2 separate regions of the Mus musculus genome follow, and region 2 is linked to region 1. Evidence: chromatin contacts called from public HiChIP or PLAC-seq data. All regions are on one chromosome and are shown on one strand. The core of a region is the stretch at or near the end of the contact, and the rest is flanking DNA. Distances in the headings are between cores, read along the strand shown.

Region 1 (7,108 bases), core at 1,488-3,987:
AAACTACATAGTCTCATAGCCAACCCAGGCTATTTACGTTGAGAGAACAGATTTGAGTTTTCAGATGGCATACATTCTCAAGCCAGGACAGAAGTCAGGTGTAAAATTATTGGTCTTTTAAGTTAGGATAGATGACAGAGGTTCTTCTTAATTGACAGAAATGATGGACTGACGACTAGGTGTTAGGTCTATCTTTTACTTTATACCTTACAAAATGATAATAATTGTGCTCAATTTATATTTTGAGATAAAGTTTATTTTTATTTAATTAAACAGAAAGGGTGATATGTTGCAGGATTTTCCCTATCCAATTACATTAGAGCAGCAGGAGGTCTGTGACTGGACAGTGAAAAGGGAGGTAGAGCTAAGAGCTGAGAGACAGAGAGCATCTCACGTGAGAAGGCCAAGATGGAGGCTGACTTGATCTAGCATGACTTTAACCTGCCAAAGGATATGATAAGTCTAAGATATCATTATGATATCATTACGATATCATAAGTATTATAAGGTTAGAATAACCTTACGGGATAAAGCTTTTATCATTATTAATTGGTTCTGAAATTAATGTATTGGCCTTTAAATTGAAAATTTATTGATATATATATATATATATATATATATATATATATATGATTGGTTAATTATAAGCTTTAAGAGTTTTGATTCTCCCAGGTAAATGGGGGCTGTGATAGTTGACTATGAGGTGGATGGTCATTGTGCGGTCTGGCAGCAGAGATCCACCAAGTGACTTGGAAGCTCCAGCACAGAGATGGTCAAGTAGAGAGCATCCTGCCAGAGCCATGTTGTTTGCTGGTTGCTGGTAGCAGCCCAGGAAGCCTGCTGGTCTTTTGAAAATATTCCCCATGACAGGTATCCTTTAAGATAAATTGGCCATAATACACGCTATCATTTAATGTCAAGTGTTTCTTAGACTTAACACATAATGTGAAACACAGTGAGTGATATAAAGACGCCACCTTTTTTTTTTTTTTAATTTGTAAACTCTAAATTTTTAACAACCATTTTTAACCGTATACTGTCCAGAGTTTCTCACAAGGGAAGGTCTGATTTCTTTACTTCCTTTTAATTTGCATCAATTATTAACTATTATAAGCACATGTGTCCCAGTCATTATTAATTTCTCTCTACTTCTTTCTGTTTTGGTTTCTACTTAGGGTGCAATCAGCTACAAGAAAGTTAGTGTTTCTTAGAACAACAATAAAAAAACACATCAGAAATAGAGTCTCCCAGGCATTTTTCTCAACAGCAGTGATTAAAATCATGAGACTACAGAGGCAGTTGACTCTAACAAACCTTGAGAGCCACTAGAGAAGTCAATCACTACAGAATAATGGGTCAGTAATACCATTGTGAAATATGAATAAATAACACATTCCATGAGTTCTCAAATACAAATTTAAAACCTCAGTTGTGGGAAGGCTTTCCTACAGAAGCATACTCTAGAATACATTTAGAAAATACATTTATAACGGCTCTGCCTACAGAGAAGTATATGTAATTAAACTAGAAAATATGTTCCACTCCAATAATGTTACTATTAGAAATTCTGGACCAGCCATTAGAATATGAAAAGCAGCAGTTAGACTCATTTTTGTAGGAGGGCTATACATTTGGTCTCATCATCTCTGTTACTATGACAACCTGCCAGCCTTCATGACCCCACTGAATTGCCAACAATGTCTCAGAATAGTCTGTTAATAATTCAAAGGCCTTTCTTTCCTTTGGTCAGATGTTGTTCTCTTAGTGAGCACAGAGGTTACTTATCAGCAATCTGCTCATCAGTTCCTCCCTTTCCATGCTCCAGTTATGTTTTAACCTTTGTTAACCAATTCTTAGAATTTTCTGATTTGGATACTTCTTAAAAGAGCACATTTTTATAATGGTGAGATACAGTTGAAGTCCAAGAGCTCTAAGCAGTCACTTAAAGCAATCTACTAAACTACTTAAATATTCGTTTAGTTTTTTTTTTAAAGTCCCTAAATATGGTAACTGATAAGAGGTGAGCAAAATTATAGAAATACAGATAATAGGTATTTATATTTTAATAATCATTCAAGATAGTTTAAGGCTTCAGTGAAGCACATTTAACTCTACATAAAGGATACAGACTATTTTACAGAGTTGAGTTGCATGTTCTGCAATATATGTATTACATGAAAATCTTAATTTCTACTACTTAGCTAGCAAAGAAGCATATATATGTAATATCTCCTTAATAAGCCTTTCTCATGAATAAAGGTGAGAGTTCTATGGGATGCAGGAGTATGTATATCACTGCTAGACTGCACACAGTTGCTGCATAAAATGTTTAGTTTAGATACCTTTGATTCCTTTGAAGTGTTTTTGAACTTGTTTTTCATAAAAATAAAGCAACCTTGTCTCCATGAATGTAAAAAAAAAAAAATTCTTCTCAATTAATAGAACCAGATAACAAGGTTTTCCTGTATTCTTGTGTCTAATTGTTTCAGTAATTTTTGATACTTTTATTTTATCTTTTATTTTGATAATTTTATTTTATATTATATATATTTTTTGTGTGCATCATTTGCCTTTGCATTCTTTGTACCATTACTAACACAGAGATACCTGCTCGCTTTTCTTTGACTCAGCATTTTATAAGACAGGCAGGAAAGCCAACAATAAGTAAAGTACTTTGCATCACTGTGAGCCTGTGGGCCCGGGGCTGCTAACCAATGCTACTTCACTGATTTCTTTTCCTAAAGAGGAAAGTCACAGGTAAATTATCATATGTAAAAATCCTGCAAGAGCCAAAACCCACATCCTGAAATAAAGCAATGCGGTACTATTGATCTGTAAACTTCTGCATTTTAAATAATAACAGAACAGTACAAGACCAGTCAGATGTAAATTTCAGGGGAAAATCCTGCCTCTAAATGTTCTATTTTAAGTATCTGTCTTTTAAAGAGGAAAATTACCAGGTTAAAATGTATTCTTTTCTTTCTTTTCTTTTTTTTTATATTTTTTATTAGGTATTTTCCTCATTTACATTTCCAATGCTATCCCAAAAGTCCCCCATACCCTCCTGCTCCCCCCACCTTCCCACTCCCCCTTTTTGGCCCTGGCATTCCCCTGTACTGGGGCATATAAAGTTTACGTGTCCAATGGGCCTCTCTTTCCATTGATGGCCAACTAGGCCATCTTTTGATACATATGCAGCTAGAGTCAAGAGATCCGGGGTACTGGTTAGTTCATATTGTTGTTCCACCTATAGGGTTGCAGATCCCTTTAGCTCCTTGGGTACTTTCTCTAGCTCCTCCATTGGGAGCCCTGTGATCCATCCAATAGCTGACCATGAGCAACCACTTCTGTGTTTGCTAGGCCCTGGCATAGTCTCACAAGAGACAGCTACATTCTTTTAGGCCAAGAAGTTTGGATGGCCTGGGAATGGGAAGGGGCTGATCTTACTTATGTAACTGGGTTTTGTTTGTTTGTGTTTTTTTATATACACACCTGCATATGTGATGTAATGTCAGAATTTTTCTAGAGTTCGAGGGATATTTACTGTGACAATACTTTATCCTAAGACATACCTAAGTTTCTTCTTGCATATCTCAGATTATCAACACTTACTGGATGTATTAACTGTATCAAGAAGTAGTAATTATGTCAAACTCTTCATTTCAGCTATAGAGAGAAGAGGGGAGGAGTAAAAGGGTGCTAATGACTTGGACAAAGGAACTATACCAACAAAGGACCTTGGTATAAAACTAAAAGTTACTTCCCCCTATTTTAGATCTTCTACATAAAAAGCTATGAAACACTCTAGCCTAGAAGTAGGTTATAATTTAAGATTACTTGAACAATGCAATTAAAACTATGTATTCTGTAGAAATAACTGAGTTGAAATTTGAATTTCCTTCTTTTCTCCATTTATTTGACTGTTGTCTAAAGGGAATGTATATCCTTTAAAAAGTACATTATGATCTAAAACATGCCTTCCTTAAAATTGGTACTTTAGGTTCAAAATAGTAAATGAGACTAAATATACAGCATATCAATTTATACTTATATATGTATATCTCAGATAATTTATCAGGTATTAATTTTGCTTATTTTCCTCTACTTAATTTTATTTTAAACATGTATACTACAGTATGTGAAGACCTATATAGTACTGACTTACCAGTGTTTAGCAGATATGCTGACCTATAATTTACTGTCCAGATATGTTAATTTTTATAGCACCTTTTTTTGAAGCCATTCAATAATTGTAAAACCCAAGAGACCTTGGTGTATAAACTACATCCAGTAAGCTTTCTAACAGGAGACATAACAAGTTTGATGCAATGTACATGTTAATATTTGACCTTCCCAAGTGAGAAAAATACAGTGTAGAGATGAAAACAAAAATGACAAAGCTAAATTTCAAAAAATGAGAATCTATTTTCTCATGTATATATCTGAACATTTAAAATCTTGTTTATTTTGTCATGAAAATGTTAAGTTCAGGACACCTTGAGTTCATTGAGAAATAAACCATTCTTCCTTTTTCAAACAAGGTATTGCTGTTTCCCTGTTTTACACTGCATAATATGAAGTATGTTGTAGATGCTTCATAGTTGTTAAGATTCTGTTGCTCACTCTACAGCATCTCAAATGTCAAGCAAAAACTGTCATCTCAGTTCTTTTCTTCCCTTAGTCCATCTGGCATGCCACGTGTAGAAGTTGTATCTAAGTTCCAGAGAAAATATTGATTAGTTTCTTCATAAAGCTTTTCTTCAATTTCCTCAACTATTTGGCTTCACTACATCAAGCTTTTCAATATAAAACAAACAAACAAAAATGCCACATGCGCGTACACATATCCTTTTGAGAAACACATTGCTAAGCAAAATATCTCCGTATTTTAGTACAGAGGAGACAAATCAATTCACTCTACTCATCAATCAAGGGAAATTTGATAAGATATCATCAATTACTTTAAGTACACTATTACTAACACTGATATTTTTAACTAATACTATAAAGATGTCAAAATCAATGAATTAATGTGTCAGAAGCATATATTTCAACATAAACCTGACCAAAAAAAAAAAAAAAAAAAAAAGATACACTAAAACATTTAGGCATGGGTCTTTGGGTGATGGCTGAGGATGATTGAAGACCTGAGTTGGAGTGTTCAGAACCCATCTAGACTTCTATGAATGGTTCATGAGTGCAGTATTCTAAGGCTATACCCCAAAGTTCTTCTTACTAGAGCGGAAGTGAACAGAAAATCATGCAGGATCTGGCATGCACAGCACTGAACACCAAGTTCAACACTATCTTGAACAAAGTGGATACATTGTCTTCTATTCTTATATTTGTAATATGGCTCATACATTCTTGTACTTAAACAGAGAATACACACACACACACACACAGAGGGGGTGATGAGAGAGAGAGAGAGGGAGAGAGAGAAAGAGAGAGAGAGAGAAAGAAAGAGAGAGAAAGAGAGACTTTATGAAAACAAGAAGGTGCTGGAGTCCACAAGTGATTAGAAGGCACAGAATCCAGGAAAGCTTGCAGCAGGGGTCACATATTGGATTGAGCCTCTCTGCCAATTGCCTTCTGCACAGACTTCCCCACCCCTATGCTCCCAGTAACTCATCCAAGAAGCTCACACACAGAGGCCTGTAGGATGGCAAGGGAGAGAAAGGATGGAAAAATTAGCTAATTGAATCTTATTAACTTAATCATTTAAATTGCTAATATGTTTCTGAGTAAGTTTATATGTAGATAGCTCATTTTCAACTGACTGAAACTTTCTAACCCTCTCCACAATTAGAAGTCACATGAATAAGTTATTGTTTATTTTTCTATTTATGGACACACGACAAATGAAATACAAGTTCATACCTACATAGTGAAAGAGGGTGATCAGCAAATGACAAATGATTTACTGTAGCTCAATTACTTTCAAAGAAATCTCTAAAATATATCATAAAGGCAATAAAATGGGGAGAAGGTATTAACAGTGGCCTAAAGGCATGTCATATACACACATGAGGGAAAAAAAAACATAGAAAATCAAATTCACTTCTGGTAAAAAGTTTAAAGTAAGCTTCTGAATAGTTAAAGAATCTACAAATTGATATCATGAAAGAACACAAAATATACCTGCCTTCTAGTAATAGATACTAGTACGGTATCTCTTTGGTCCAGAAGCCCTTGTGAAAATAGATCATTATCTAGTACAGAAGGAGACATGTGTTTTCTGACAAAATGAATAAATATTATTCATATCAAAGTGTGCATTCATTTACAATTAATATTATAGCATAGATTTGAGAGTTTATTATTAGATACTTTGCAAGTTAGTTCACAATGGAGATCTGCAGCTCTGATGCTGGCTGTTATAACTTGTAAGATTTTCCTTATGGGTTATCTTTAGGTTACAGTAGAAATTAAATAAAATCTCAGGATGGAGCTTGAGTAATAAAAAGGACATCCACTTAAAAATAAGATATATATTTAATATGAAATAAATCACGTAAAGCTTGGTAGTTGGTAATGAAATATGTAAAATAAAGAAATATAACTGGAAAATTTTATGCAAAACTCTAGTTTTGTTCTATAGGTGGATATCTGTTACACCTTACTAAGGATATTCAGATTGCAAAGAGAAGGAAACTGGGCTTATGAGTTAACATTTTTTCCTAAAATTATTAGTGAAATTACTTAAACAAACATTTGAAAAAATGATAAAAAATCTATTTATCATTTTATTATTATCATTCTTTGTATGGTATGTTTGTCTTGAACTGGATATCAAACTGATGACCCTGACCAACAAAACCTACCTGCTGATTTGGCCCCTCATGGGTACAAATCATTTGCTTATGCTGGCTCTTGCCGCCTACCATAGTTGTCTAAAATATTGTTTTTCTCCACCTCATATACCTATTCGTTTCTTTTCTCTTAATCTACTCTGGTTACAAGTCTCCTCTCAGTTGACAGCTCTATTTCCTTCGGGATCCCAGGAACCTGCCAATAATAGTCATTCCAGTTCATCAGGCAGCTTCTCTGTACATCCTCCTGGGTGCCTATCAAGTGGAATGAGATGCCTGTCCACTGTGATGTGAGG
Region 2 (7,108 bases), core at 3,375-5,874, 250 kb after region 1:
ATTTTTCTAAAACATATATATATATCCAACAATAAAATATTCCCATCCAAAAGGAAGCTTCGTATTTTAAGGTATCCCCAACTTCTACTCTAAAGTTCTTGACTAGGGTAAGTAGAAATTTTGACCCCAAATTAAAAGGCACCAGGGGGAACAAAGGTGGAACTGGCCGCTCACCTTTCTAAACAATTACCTATGTATGGGCTCCACACTAGAGAACACTTTGACCTTCCTCAGAGAGCTCTTGGGGACCCAAGCATTTGCATGAGGAAGGAGGAAAGAAGACCTGTACACACTGGCTTATTGAAATGAAGTGCATAACAGCATAAGTTCTTCTATAGAAAGGACAGACTGGGCTGTATAGCAGGAAAACTCTGTATACCTTCTTTTTCAAGCATTCAATTAAAAGTAATTATATTTAATTACAATGAAATAGCATTTTAAGATAAAAGACATAGCAAAAAAATACTTTTGTACACTTAAAGGAAACACTACAGCAAGAAAGAGCCATTTTAGAATTTAGAAACGCCTCAGGATGTTTCAATTTCACAACTTTCTAAAGTGTCATATGGGAAATTTCACCCTTCCTCATGAGGTAGATCTATGAACAACAAGGTAGTAGCCCAATGTCACCCTAACATTGCACTTCCTGGCCAAGCTTTGCTATTTCCGAAGTAATCAAATATTCACCAAATAGTGGTGAACACTGCAGAATAATCTATAACTAGAAGAAATTTGTTTACATTATATCTACATCTCTGTCCTTTTTAAAAAGTAAATGTGCACCTATTAAATTGCATGGTAACTGTGCAAGTATCATTCTTAATTTTCAAAAATGCTGATTCACATAGCTGCACACACTGCTGCCAACCTGGCTGTTAGTGGCACTTGCTCCAAGTCAGTAATGTTTCATAGATCGCAGGGAAAGAACATAATTTTCAAGTGGAAATCCATTGTAAGAAAATCTAGACGATCTTTCAGTAGCTGAGGAAACATATACTTCTTGCCACACAGGACTCTGGTATATCAATATGTATGTGATCTGAAGCTCACTTACTTGGAAATAAAGTTGTGTTTTCATTATAAAATAAGTTATGTTGAGTTATTTTTCACTGAGAAATATTAGAATACTATGGAAAGTTGTGTTTGATTCAAAGAAAACCTGAGGGACAAAAGGTAGACTCTTTCACTAGCTGACTGAATGTTCTATCTTGGCCTGTAATCCTAAACCCATCACTGGAAACACGGTGATAATTTCTGTTACTATCTGAAATCTTCAGTGAAGGCAGCAACGATAACCAGGAAATCACATCCTAGCGATTATGAGCTTAACTTCTGGATTTTGCCCAAGGAGCAAATCTCTTTCCAGAAATTACATTTATTTTTTTTTTTACAAAAATCACACTGATATCTAAAGTGAGTTTAACCATACAACTCGGAAATTTCAATTTATGATACTTGTGGACACTTTCTCATTGAATAAAATTTTAGATTAAATTATCATGGTGCGGAATTTTCATTTATTTTATGACCTGATATTCAGATGTTACAATAATAAACATATATTTATGCCTTCACTCTGTCAAACACTGAGATTTTAAAAACATATTTTATATAATTAACAGCAAGGATATACACTCCTGGCTAGAAAAATGCCTCTGGAGCTTATGAACCTGTTCTTCACATGTCAAATGTCCAAAATACCACATCTGCTTTGAAAATAATGAGACAAATGAGGTCTCTGTTTCTACAGTACTTAACAATACTACATCCTTTTCTAAGATTAGCTATAAATTGATGTAATTTTTCAACTGAAACACAACACTCAATTTATAAGATTACAGATTAATGCTTTTAGAAACTTAAGTTATTTAATAAAAAGAGAATTTAATCTTAGGTATCTTTGGCTTCCAGTAGTTTTAACAAATCTCAGGTTGTGTTTATGAAAGTAAAGCAGGCATAAAAGTCTCAACACACTGAACATTTCAGAAGTCAACAAAACTGGAATCTCTCTGCCAGCCAATGATACAACAAGTCAAAACTTAGGCTGGGAATATGGTTTTTATGTAAAATAAAATTTTCCCAGACTAACCCAAAGATGTGCCAAAATTTTGTATCTATAAACATAGAGTGAAACATGTACTTCCACTCATAGGTGTTCCACAACACTTTGCAAAGAGTTACTTTATGTCAGATTGCATAAATATCTCTACAACACAGCAATGAACAAGAATCTCTTATGCCCTACAGGCTTTTACTATTTCACTCCATTAGAACAATTAATTGTCTTTCTCCTTTGTTTTTGTTCTATCTCTGCATTAACATGGCTGCTAATTATATTAGTCTGGTGGCACAAGAAGAGGGAAAGGAAAAAGACCAGGATTTTCTCATGAAGCATAGAATACTTCTCAGGACCCCTAGCTGTGCGCTTGCTTAGGCTGAACATGCCTGTCTTACAGCCAACTCTATTTTGTTGGAGAACATAGTCATTATTAAGGTTTCTTTTCCATTAAGTATTCTAGCTCCTCTACAAGAAATAGTTGCATATATGCACACACACGAGAGAGAGAGAGAGAGAGAGAGAGAGAGAGAGAGAGAGAGAGAGAGAGAGCAACAGAAGAAATCTACAGCTGTATCATGTTTGTATATTTAGCTTCCTCACTGGTATATTTATATTTTCCAATTATTTTAAGAATTTATATTCATCATACAAAATGTCATCTGATCCCAATACATACAGTTGCCCTACATACAATTGCCCTACCACATTAATAAAGCTCCTCTCACGTTAAACAATTTAGAGTTAACTTCCATGTTTCTAAACTGAGAGGAATATAAGAATGTTCTACCCACCAACCTATTCTTAGTTTTACACTTTACAACTGTGATACTGCAAATATAGACTATTCTGAAACCTATACAACACACACACATGTTTGGGAAATGCAATGCAACTTGGAATATTTGGGTTACATTGGTAGTTTTACAAAGTAAACTCTGGTTAGCTCTATTGTTAATGGCAATAGTTCTTTGCTGCAATACTTATATGAATCTGGGGTAGAGATATAGAAGCTGGTTTACATAGCATTGAGAATACATAAAGCTCCTAAAATTAGATCTCTTCTTTTCCCTTACAACCAAGTCCATAATACACAATTCACAGATTAAGGAATACACCATCCAGGACTTTCCTGGGTGGCGGTGGGATACCAGAGCTGAGATGCCTCAAACACTTTAAGTAAGTTTTTTTAAAGGAAAAAAGAAAGAGAAAAGAAAGAAATAAAAGAAGAACCCTCTGCAGGTCTTTGCAAGTGATAAACAGTGAAGAAAACTTAAGAAATTCTTTTGTCAGTTTTAATAGCAAATTCTTGTTCATTTAAACACCCTGCGATGACTGGATTTTCAATAATTGTCTTCCATTCTACAGCCCCCAACCCTTTATAAAACAAATAAGGGGAACTGTTTAGACTAATTTATACTTTCTATGGAAAGCTACTTGGTGTTGCAGAAGTGCCCCCTATTTCAAATTAACCATTTGCCACTGACATAAATTTTCACCCTATCTTCCCCTAAGCCCCTCCTCCTATTGCCTTTAGGAATTGAAATCGAGACATTATTTGCATTCTTGGCTTTTTAAAAGCAGCAATAGGATATTCTTCCAAACTTACATACAATCCCCCATCCTGTGAGATCAAACAATAGCATCAATTTCAGTGGCAATATTGTACATTATGGAAGACAAGATATTATTTCTTCTTGGAATTTTTGTAGCTCTTATGTTTTAAAGGTCCACTCTGGGGCAATGGTGTTGCAGAGTTTAAGTATCTCTCTCTGATCTACATACTTTTAGAACTCACTGTGGCTTTTTAGTTCAGAATGCTGCTAGAACACATCTGACCTAAACAAGGAGTTTTTAAGAAAATTATAAGACAATATATTCTAAGAAAATATCAAGCGACGATAAATAAATACTTCAAAACAAGTATATAAAAGCCTGAAAATCTGCTTTTCAACTTACACGCATATATAGTAAAATATATATGACAACCATCCTGTTCACATTAGCAAGAATGCCAAGCATAAAAGGAGAGCAACATCTCCACTCCCTTAAAGAAATTAAAGATAACAAGTTTAACCTGCACCTGCAAAACTGTCCTTAGAGGGACAGAAACGGGGAAAGGCAGAAAGGCTCACTTCTGCTGCACCCCTAAAATCATTTTAAATACAGGTAATATGTGGCATCTTTTATCTCTTCTTTTCCCTTCCGTCCTGCTCAATGGCAGATCTCTTACTACACTCCCTGCCCACTCTCTCAATGGTACATAAGAGAATAAGAGAACCCAAGCGTCACTTACCAGTTGCATGCCACAGATAAAGATAAGCGTGCACCTGCCACTGCAATAACCCATGGTTTCCGAGACCCCTGCCACAGCCAGGCTGTCCCACGTCGGCCACCGTCGAGGCCCCAGTTTATCCAATCAGATCGTGGGGAAGGACAGGAGAACCTGCCCAGGGCTCTAGGGCTCCCAGATGCCGCTGCCAATGTCCAGGGAAGTGACAGTGTCCTGCGCGGCGGCGGCTGCCCCAGCCGCGCCCGCCACACATACCTTTACTCGTTCACTGCACTCCCAGCGCCGCGGGCAGCGCCGCCCAAGGAGACGCGCCCGGGCCCCGCAGGGGCAGCAGCGGCAGGCAGACAGCGCCGCCGAGCCCTGGGGCATCTGGCCCGCCAAGTTGCGGCCCACGCCCGACGAGCGCTCGCCCGCCCCGCACTCCCTCCCCACGCACGGGTGCGCGGGCTCCCGGGGCGGCTGAGATGCGCGCCGGGCGCCTCTGTTCTGCGCTCCGCGTGCGGGGCCCAGGGGCGGGGCGGCTGCGGGGGCCGCGCGGACGCCCTGCGGCGCCCTTCCCCTTGCCTAGATGAGCGGATCCCCTCCCAATCAACAACTTCTCAGAGGTCGTGGCGGGCAGCAGCCCTGGCCGTTGCGGGCGTGGTGTCGCGGTGCCTGGGAGCTGCGGGGGCGTTGACTGCGGGAACAACGCGAGGGATCGGGTCGGAGGAGTCCCGGTGGCATGGCTGGCTGGCTTGCTTGCTTGCTTGCGTGCTTGCTTGCTTGCTTGCTTGGCGATGCCTTGCTTTGTTGGTATCGGTCTTGCTGAGGCAACCCTGCCAGAAGCATTACACGTGCAAGCTGTGGTGTGTGTGTGTGTGTGTGTGTGTGTGTGTGTGTGTGTGTGTGTGTGTGTGTGTGAAAGTACGGTTATGAAAAGGGATGGTGAGATATCAACTGGGGTGCCGCTAAGGCATTCTTCCCCACTGGAAAACCTGCATGCACTTACAGCAAAGAGCGGAGGGAGAGAAGTGGACACGGTGGCGGCCAACCAACAGTCCTGTGCTTGGCACGAGGCAAGGACAGCAAGGGACAGAGATTCCAGAGTTTCAAAGATTAGCCTGCTACAAGGACCGAACGGAATTGCCTCTTGAAGTTGCAAAATGTAGGGAGCCAGAGGAAATGTAGGAGTTTGGTTTTGGTGCTTCAGACTGCTTTCTTAACAATGGAAGGAGCCGATGAAATTTGAGCACTTATCTACCAGACCTCATGCACCATCCGGTTGGTTATGTGTCCTTGCTTGGTCATACTCCAGGTTTGACAGCAGCAGTTACCTGCGGACACGCACTCTGGAGCCTGTTGCTGCCACCTACGGGTAAAAAGCTGAAGGGAAAAACATGCTGGAGCAAGTGATGGTCATTTAGACCTTGGTGTTCAGAAGAGGGCATTTCATTTACAGTCCCAACAGCTACTGAAAGCATTCCTAATCTGGCTACAGAGAGAGGGTGTACTGTTGAGATCCACTGGATAGTAAAGCCATTGGAATAAAGTGCTGTGAGTGAAAAGAACTGTTCATGGAGCTAAAAAATACCATCGTTAGAGATGTAAAACCGGAAAAAAAGAAAAAAAGCTAACCAACAAGGTTCGTGAGACAAGTAGGACTTAAGCCTCCTTGAAAAACGACATTTGTGTATGGTAACTTTACCCACACTGAGGACCTAGTCTCCCTTCCATCAGCATCAGCTTGAGAATCATTTAGACTGTACCGTAAAACGTAATTCTATCTGTAGTCACTATTTCTTCCTCATTCTTAATCACTGAACTATGACCTTTCAACACATGGCATTCCTCTCTTTTTGTGGGCACACTGAATTGTTTCCTAAGCAGAGGAGGCTCTTGGCTAAGAAATAAAATGATTTCCTTGAAACCCATCTTTATCGGGCAACGGAGGAGAGGTGGGGGATGATGACCTCAGCCTTTTCAACGCACATATTGGAAATGCCAAAAACAGATTAGTCCATGCCATGGGGTCTCCACCAGCATTCAGTCCTGATTCTCTACAATAGTAACCATTTCATTTCATCTCATCTCTCTGCTCCAGTCCCCATGACTTCCTGGGACAACTTTCAAATAAAGCAATTGTGATGTAATCTTGTATCTGGTATCTGCCTTAAGGGAAACCCAATCAAATAAAATATTCCTCAAGGGCTTTTATGGTAGATATTTTACTGGTATAGTAGCAACGACAAATGTAATTGATGGTAATTCAGTATTGTATGCAACTAGTATCTACTTGATGAATCTACATCACATTGTCTCATTCATTACAGGAAACCTGGGAAGTGATACAATGCCAATTCCCAAGTAAAAGAAACTAAAATATTAGGCAGGAGAAGTATCTCTATAAAAGAGATGCATGTTCTCAGACAGAACAGTCAAGTTGGAATGCTCATCTTCTGTAAATAAAAATTGGTGTCCCAAATCACTGTGCAATACACCATCATTGATATTTTAATGAGTTTCTCAGCCATCTTCTAGTTTCACCCAGAAGTGATACTAAACATGTTTAGAGGGTGTTTAAGTATTTACTTCTTTGTGAAGTAAATTCCTATCACGTCCTTTATACACAACATAGCTAATGCCGGGCTTCTGCAAAGGTGCCCTAGTTACAGATGCAATCCCATTCCTTGAGGTGGCTGTACCTTTCTTGTTGCTTTTCCTTTTGTCCCTGGAACTAAACACCTTCCTGGAAGGAACATTAATCACAGCTGAGAGTCCTA

The links. HiChIP or PLAC-seq counts read pairs in DNA pulled down with a chosen protein or histone mark.
Region 2: an H3K4me3 HiChIP or PLAC-seq map of embryonic stem cells shows a contact between it and region 1, with 2.6 times the contacts expected there. The contact joins the promoter of Nkain2 here to the enhancer-like site in region 1. A contact is called at or near these places in 6 of 39 promoter capture datasets (the 3T3-L1 cell line, the HPC-7 cell line, embryonic stem cells and 2 more), 1 of 484 Hi-C or Micro-C datasets (cortical neurons) and 4 of 115 datasets of contacts at active chromatin or transcription factors (embryonic stem cells and forebrain).

Annotation. Positions count from the first base shown.
Region 1 is chr10:32,637,669-32,644,776 of GRCm38.p6, forward strand. All of the region lies in intron 1 of Nkain2 (Na+/K+ transporting ATPase interacting 2), which reads right to left. Among named protein-coding and RNA genes, the nearest start is that of Nkain2, 250 kb to the right of the region's middle. Within about 2 kb of position 2,738, at least 5 of the 459 cell types and tissues checked have an H3K27ac peak or open chromatin away from gene starts, as enhancers often do. A contact at or near this core is called in embryonic stem cells, where this site is marked.
Region 2 is chr10:32,885,291-32,892,398 of GRCm38.p6, forward strand. Nkain2 (Na+/K+ transporting ATPase interacting 2) reads right to left here and starts at 4,625. Exons shown (of 7, transcript NM_001013411.2): 1 at 4,353-4,625. The coding sequence starts at 4,406.